Linked DNA regions of Mus musculus: region 1 is linked to region 2. The links are chromatin contacts, called in public promoter capture Hi-C maps. All regions are on one chromosome and are shown on one strand. The core of a region is the stretch at or near the end of the contact, and the rest is flanking DNA. Distances in the headings are between cores, read along the strand shown. Region 1 holds the start of Chad (chondroadherin). Region 2 holds the start of Spata20 (spermatogenesis associated 20).

Evidence for each region. Capture Hi-C pulls out chosen DNA fragments and counts their contacts.
Region 1: a contact with region 2 is called in a promoter capture Hi-C map of liver. The contact joins the promoter of Chad here to the promoter of Spata20 in region 2. A contact is called at or near these places in 9 of 39 promoter capture datasets (cranial neural crest, embryonic stem cells, frontonasal cranial neural crest and 5 more), 1 of 484 Hi-C or Micro-C datasets (double positive thymocytes), 4 of 115 datasets of contacts at active chromatin or transcription factors (bone marrow-derived macrophages, embryonic stem cells and pancreatic cancer cells) and 3 of 9 other capture datasets (adipose tissue, liver and pancreatic islet).

What each region holds. Positions count from the first base shown.
Region 1 is chr11:94,563,621-94,567,411 of GRCm38.p6, reverse strand. Chad (chondroadherin) reads right to left here and starts at 2,365. Exons shown (of 4, transcript NM_007689.5): 1 at 1,544-2,365. The coding sequence starts at 2,314. The region is part of intron 10 of Acsf2 (acyl-CoA synthetase family member 2); the gene reads left to right.
Region 2 is chr11:94,482,808-94,486,638 of GRCm38.p6, reverse strand. Spata20 (spermatogenesis associated 20) reads left to right here and starts at 1,329. Exons shown (of 16, transcript NM_144827.4): 1 at 1,329-1,429; 2 at 1,540-1,722; 3 at 1,821-1,885; 4 at 1,998-2,152; 5 at 2,228-2,371; 6 at 2,489-2,690; 7 at 2,926-3,056; 8 at 3,154-3,258; 9 at 3,479-3,553; 10 at 3,651-3,831. The coding sequence starts at 1,353.

The DNA of each region.
Region 1 (3,791 bases), core at 1,116-3,615, 80 kb before region 2:
GGGCGGGCACACGGTGAACCTGGTCAGGGTTTGGTGGGATGGGCAGTGAGCCCAGGCTCCCCACAGCCCCCTGGTCCCAGGATTTCCCCCAGTGGTGTCCTCATTGCTCTGCCTTCTGCTAGATGCTATTTGTGGAGCTCTCTGTGGGCACTTTGGCCAGGATGGATGGCTCCAGAGGAAATGTATTGGTGCCCTCCTCTGAGCCTTGGTGCCAGTTTCTCTCTGGCCTCCTCATTCTTTTTTTTTTTCTTTTTTCTTTTTGGTTTTTGTGAGACAGGGTTTCTCTGTGTAGTCCTGGCTGTCCTGGAACTCACTCTGTAGACCAGGCTGGCCTCGAACTTAGAAATTCGCCTGCCTTTGCCTCCCAGGTACTGGGATTGAAGGCGTGCGCTACCACGCCCGGCTTTGGCCTCCTCATTCTAAATCAGCCTTCGTATGCTGTTCTACTGGCCACTGTTTTGTCACTAGGGTGGTCTACATTTAGCTGGGGTGAGGCCAGGCTAAAGAAGATCCACCCAGAAGGCTCCATCTACCTAGATAAGGTTGGCCTTCTGTCCTCAGCTCCGTATCTGTGACCTCTCACAGACCAGATTGGGCTGTGACGTTCTCTACAAACAAAACTACTCTACCTCGCTCTGGTCTCTGCCCGAACCTTCTGGCTGAAACTGTGTTGTGTACCAGGGTGATTCCCTGAAAAGGACTTTGCTCCTAGACAGCCCCGACCAGGCTAGCCTGAGCATCCCAAGGGAGGAAGAATTGAGGAGTCTGGGATCTGGTGACTGGGGAAAGCAAAAGTCAACAAACTGTCTGCTGGACAGTGAGACAGTCAGTCTGTGCTCTGAGGAGACACTTGGGGGGGCGTGTGCCAGGGATTGCATGTGTTTATTCACGGGCTGCAAGAGCACCAAGCCAGCAACTCGGTGAAGCCAAGTCAGGTCTCCGTGTCTTGGTTTCCCGTCCTTATTTGAAATCGACCCGAGGTTGCAATAAAATTGAGTGTGTTTCGACCCACGGAGGGAATGGGACGAGGGTGTGGGAGAGTTCTCCTTAAGGTACCTGCTCCCCAATTCATCCTCTGGCCTCTCACTTTACCTTAGCAACACAGGCCAGCACCCACTGGGAACAGGCACTCTTTGTGTTCTCTCAGCTTCTGGAAGGTGCCTCAGTAGACAAACCTTCCTTTATGAAATGGTAGGCTTGCAGGAGACTGGTAAGAGAGGGGTGGAAAGTCCAACAGGAAGAGGTGTCTGCTGTTAACCGTGGGGTCTGGGGCAGATGCCTCCCCAGAGGCCATTTGTGGGACCAGAACAGTTCCATCTCTTACAAGGAGTCCCAAGAGAGCCCTGCTGAGAAGCCTCGGGACCAGGTAAGGGTGAGAAGGATGGGGAGGGGTGTGTGTCAATGCAGAGAGAAGTGGCAAAGGCCCCTTGCTTTGGAGGATAATCTGAGTGACAAGGAGTCCAGGAGGAGGGAATGCTGTCCCGATGTGGTCCTGGGGTGGCATCCTAGAAAGAGCCGGGAGAACTGCAGCTGGGGCACTTACCTTCTCCAGGTTGGTGTTATCCAGCCAGAGGGTCTCCAGATATCTACCGAAGGACTGGAAGGCATTGTCTGGGATGCTCTTCAGAGGGTTGTGAGACAGCTTCAGCTCCTCCACCACCCGAAGTTTGCTCAGGGCGGCTGAGGGGTAGCTAGACAGCTGGTTCTTGTCCAGGTGGAACTTGGCTAGGTTCTCCACATCATCCAGGGAACCAGGCTGCAGGGAACTGAGGGCATTTTCTGACAGGTAGAGCCAGCGCAGGTCCTTGGCCCCCTGGAAAGCTCCAGCACGCAGCTCTCGGATTTTGTTGTTGTTGAGTTGCAAGATGAAGAGGTTGACCAGAGGAGAGAGCAACCCCCGGGGCAGTTCCGACACTTTGTTGTGGTCTAGATAGAGGTAAGTGAGTTCAGTCAGGTCGTCGAAGGCTCCAGCTCGCAATACCCGGATGTCGTTGTGGGACAGGTACAGGTAGATAAGCTGCTTCAGGCCTCGGAAGGCACCAGCCGCCACCTCGCGGATGTTGCAGTGTTGCAGGTGCAGGGAGACCAGGTTCGGCATGGTCCGAAACGAGTTGGCAGCCAGCACCGGGAAGTTGTTGCGCTGGAGATTGAGCAGTTTGGTTGTCTCTGATACCTTGGGGATCTTCTGCAGCCCCACCTTGTCGCAGATGACATGCTGCAGATCTCCATGGCAGTGGCAGTTTTGGGGGCAGGCGGCTAGCGCAGGCAGGAGGATGGCAAGAAAGACCAGACTGAATAAGAGCGCGCGGGCCATGGTTGGAACGCCTTGAGCCTGGGCTGGGGGCTAAGGCAGCGACAAGTCCTCGACTCTCGGGTCTCCCGGCCCATTTATAGGGCAGCCTTGACCGCAGTTGGCAGCGGAGCCAGCTACTACGTGGAGCACCGAAGCCACTGATTTAACCCCTTCCCGCCCAGAGATGCGTCCCCATCCTCGATGGCTGGGGGCCTCTTTTCACAGCAGGAGACCGTGTGTAGGGCTGAGGGCCCTTCCCCTGAACCCCAACCCCTTGGTTCCTGTTTGCAAACATTATGCTGCACCTTCCCCTACCCTCCTCTATCTGGACCAACACCCCGAGGTGGGGTGGACGGTGATAGGTGTGTCGAGGGGCCTCTGAATTTCCACTGGGCAGAGGGAAGTGTTCCCAGAACTTATTTATTTGCTCAAGTTTGAGTTCTCTACGTCTCCCTCCCCCATACACCCTTGGCAGACAGGTCACCCTGGACTCCGGGAGGGAGGAAGTGGGGCCCGACAGCCGGATGCGTCTCACCGCGGTCGGCCAGCCGGCGGCGCTTTAATGGGACTGTTGTGCGGCGCAGGCGGAGCGTGAGAGCTGCTGTGGGTTGGGCTCCCGCTTCTGGGTTCCTCAGTTTATCCCAAGGAGGTGGGGGAGCTGGTTGCAGAGGCTAGCTGACAGCCGTGCGTTTGGCTCTGCCCCTTCTCGGAGCCCAGTGGCACCAGGCCCGTAAGAGCTCCGGATTGTGGGCTTATTCACGACCCCTCTCTTAGCTCTGGGCTTCCTGTTCCCTGTCCTTTGTACCCTCATTCCCCTTTCTAGGGCTGAAGGCCACACAGAAATGTGGGAACTGGTGTGTGTGGGGAGTGAACCACAGGACTGACTGGCAACACACCTGGAGACCACAGGCCGCTGAACAAGCATGGTTGCACAGTCTCCTTCTTAATCTCCCCCAAATATCCTCATCTCCGGATCCTCCCCTCACCGGTGGTTAGGACCCACCCCTAAGGGGGGTCTCAGAGTGGCAGCCTAGTGGCGCCAATGTGTACTTGGCAGAGGCCATAGCTGGGCAATGACCCCAGGACTGTGTGAGCTGGTGGGAAGTGGGGTGTTGGCTACAGGCAACCAACCCTGGCTAGCCAGATGCTAGGTTGTGGGCAGCCCCGCCCTGGTGGACCAGGCTTCTGTTCACTTGCCAGCCACAGTGTCTGGAGTCCTGTGGAGAAGGGAGGGTGAGCAGGCAGGTTACAGCTTTGGCCCAGGGTGAGCTCTGGGTTGCTTGGCCAGAGATGGCTTCTGTTTTTGGGAGGTGGTGGAGGAGACCACAACTACGCCAGAACCACACCACCTGATGGTGTGCGGGCATGGAGGCCACCAACAGAGAGCTGGTAGAGGACAAGGTATCTAGACCTTCTCATGACACTCAATACATAGATGTAGGATTTGGACTCCAAGCCTGCACTTCCCATAAGCCCTTCTTATTCCTTGTCGCTAGAA
Region 2 (3,831 bases), core at 80-2,579:
GGGAGGAACACACGGGTGTTCGGTGCCTGGTATAGTAGTAGACAGCAGAGGACGCTTGTCATTGACTGAATAAAGTGAATGAACCAAGCAAACAGAGCATGCAGTAAGGACATATTGGCTCAGTGTTACTACTCTGGGAAGGCTTCTCGGAGTGGGTGGGTTCTAGGGAGGATGGGTAGGCTGGATCAAGCAAATTTGGCTGGCTGATCAAATCCTTCGAAGGGAGCCTTATCTCTTGCTTGTAAAAGGGGAAAGAGCTAGGCAAAAGTATTGGATGCTCCGAGGGTCACTCTTCCTGCCAGCACTTTAAATGGAACCCAGCTTATTTTACTCGAATTTTAAGCGCTGAGACGGTTGGATCTTCAAAGGCACGGCAGGGCTGTAGTTCCGCGCTCTACCGCCGAGCGGCGCTCGGAGACCAGCCACAGGGCCAGAGACTTGGCGAGGACAGGGTTCTGGGCCCGCCCTTCTGCAGCCTACCGCCCGAATTGGAGCAGCTATACTGAAGAGTGTGGGACTGTCTGGACCCCAACCTCCGGTCGCCCCACTGTGGGGGTGGGCCTTGCGGCTAGCGGCAGGTATGAGCAAGACACTACAATATGCCTGGCGCCGCGGCAGTCCGTCTTTCAGGCATAGTCTGCGATGTCTGCTCGGATCCCCCTACATGAAGGCTCCTTTTCTTCCCCCACCCTTCTTATCCGCTGCAGGATTAGCTCAGGCTAGCTCTTTGGCTACTTTAGCACCGCCTCTAGGAAGCCTTTCTAGAATGATGTGCTGTCCACAAACCCCTCTCTTGAAGCACCCTGCACCCTGTCACAAACTCATGTTGCTGCCCTGCCTGCTATTTAGTTGCGTTCCCAGGTTGAACTCCCTAAGATAGGTCTATTTGATTCTGAGTGGTCCCTCTCTCCTTCTCCCTCTCCTTCTTTCTTATCTCTCTTCCCCTCTTTCCCTTTCTCTCCCCTCCCTCTTTCCCCTCTGTGTGTATGTATGTGTGTGTGTGTGTGTGTGTGTGTGTTTAGTGTAAGACCTGGTCCTTCAAAGTACTCTGGAGTTCTTGGCTAGTCCCTGACTACTTCTTCTGCTTGTCCCTCACCTGGTCCAGTCCCGGACCCAATACCCATTCCTCTTGACCTGTCTAGACACTAGCAATAGCCACTCCCTTCCTAAGTCACCCACATGAATGCTAAGGATGCCTGCAGTGCAACCGCCCAGGGAGGGGCACTCCACGGGTGATAGAACAGAGCAGGATGGACCATTCTACTCATTATGACCCTCTCTGACCTCACAGATACCCTTCCTACCGCCAGGTCCAAGAAGCTGGGGGAGACTAACCTGGCAGGGAGCCCCCAATGAGCCACCATTCCTCACCACCCCCAAAACATAAGGGGGAGCACAAAGGCCACGGTCTCCCCCGTGGTTCAGAAAGGTGGGCTGGACAAAGAGTGGGGGTCTTTGTGGCTGGGTAACCATTGAGCTGATTTGGGTGGGGCAAAGGGGAAGTGGCCTTCATTTGTGTGACCCATCTGCCCACATTAGGGGCAGCTCTTCCCGGGACAAGGACCGAAGTGCTACTACAGTTAGTAGTTCAGCGCCCATGCCTGCTGGAGGAAAGTCAAGCCGGACTAACTGTCCTCCACCTGCACCGCCGAAGACCGTCAATCGCCTGATCAATGAGAAGTCTCCATACCTCTTACAGCATGCCTACAACCCGGTGGATTGGTGAGAGCCATCCCAGGGTTTCCCTTGAAGCATCTGGGGTCCCTAATCCTCTGAGACTCCCTAGGCTACTGAGTGACCTCTCTTCCTGTTGGGTCTAGGTACCCCTGGGGACAGGAAGCCTTCGACAAGGCCAAAAAAGAAAACAAGCCGATTTTTCTCTCAGGTATACACCCACTGTTCCCAGAATGAGGTTCAGTGACAGGCAGAGGGTTGGGGGTGGTCCCTTGGGTCCCCCGGGGACCTCCTCCTGCCATCCTGTCCCTCTTCTCTCCTAGTGGGGTACTCTACCTGTCACTGGTGCCACATGATGGAGGAGGAATCCTTCCAGAATGAAGAGATAGGGCGCCTGCTCAATGAGAACTTCATCTGTGTCATGGTGGACCGAGAGGAGCGGCCAGATGTGGACAAAGTATACATGACTTTTGTGCAGGTGAGCCATCTCTGTGGCAGTCTAGTCACACCTACAACGCGGCAACTCCCCTGACCCTGGCCCTCCCTCTTCCAGGCCACCAGTAGTGGAGGAGGCTGGCCAATGAATGTGTGGCTGACCCCCGGCCTCCAGCCATTCGTTGGGGGCACCTACTTCCCGCCAGAGGATGGTTTGACTCGAGTTGGCTTCCGAACAGTGTTGATGAGAATCTGTGATCAGGTGGGTGGATGTCTGGGAGGGAAGGTGCCCACGTGCAGGTTGAGAGACCACAGCCACCTCCCATCCCCACCCCGACCTGTGTATGCTGACTTCCACGTGTGTGCTCACCTCCTGTAGTGGAAACTGAACAAGAACACCCTTCTGGAGAACAGCCAGCGCGTCACCACAGCCCTTCTGGCCCGATCTGAGATCAGCGTGGGTGACAGACAGATTCCAGCCTCTGCTGCCACCATGAACAGCCGTTGCTTCCAGCAGCTGGATGAGGGCTATGATGAGGAATACGGCGGCTTCGCCGAGGCCCCCAAGTTTCCCACACCTGGTCAGTGACCTCTGACCCTGACCTATATAATGAGCATCGGTGCCTTTGGCCTCTCTTGTGCGGCTGTGTAGCTTTCCGGTCCCCTGTGGGCTGATATTCTGACCTCTGACTCAGAGGCCAATGGCCTGTGTCCTCTAAGTGGATGGTAGAAGTTCCCACCTTCCAGCCTGACAGACAGAGACTGACTGGGCAGAGCCTCCCTGGAACCTCTCACCCTCTCCTTCCTGCTCCACAGTGATCCTGAACTTCCTGTTCTCCTATTGGCTCAGTCACCGGCTCACCCAGGATGGCTCCCGAGCTCAGCAGATGGCGTTGCACACCCTGAAGATGATGGCCAACGGAGGCATCCAGGATCATGTGGGGCAGGTGAGGGCAGGCCAGGTTCCGTGCCGGCCGGCCGGGGCAGCAGGCCTAGGGACAGAGGCTGAGATCAGTCTGGCCTAACACTCTGCCTTGACCACAGGGCTTTCACCGCTACTCCACGGACCGACAGTGGCACATCCCTCACTTTGAGAAAATGCTGTATGACCAGGCCCAACTCTCGGTGGTCTATACCCAGGCCTTCCAGGTGACTTTTGCCCCTAATCCCAATCCTGGCTGCCAGTCCCAAGACCTTCAAGCTAACGGTAGCTTCCTCTTAATTCCAACCCATAATTCCTCCTCACACTCTAGACACCTGGGCTTCCCCTACACCCCACCCACTTTCCTGGGGGGGTATCCTTTAGGAACCTGAGCCACCACCACCCCCAGTGACATTTACTTACAACCTCCACCCCCCCCCCCCCCAGATCTCTGGCGATGAATTCTACGCTGATGTTGCTAAAGGCATCCTGCAGTATGTGACCCGGACTCTGAGCCATCGGGTGTGTGTCCTCGGAGGCAGGCGTACCTTGGTGCAGGAGGGCTTGACGTCTCCATTGTCTTTTGGATGGTGACCAGCCAACTCTCCTATCTCCACAGTCTGGAGGCTTTTACAGTGCAGAGGATGCTGACTCCCCCCCGGAGAGAGGCATGAAGCCCCAAGAGGGTGCTTACTATGTGTGGACAGTCAAAGAGGTCCAACAGCTACTCCCAGAGCCCGTGGTAGGCGCCAGCGAGCCGCTGACCTCAGGCCAGCTCCTAATGAAGCACTATGGACTCA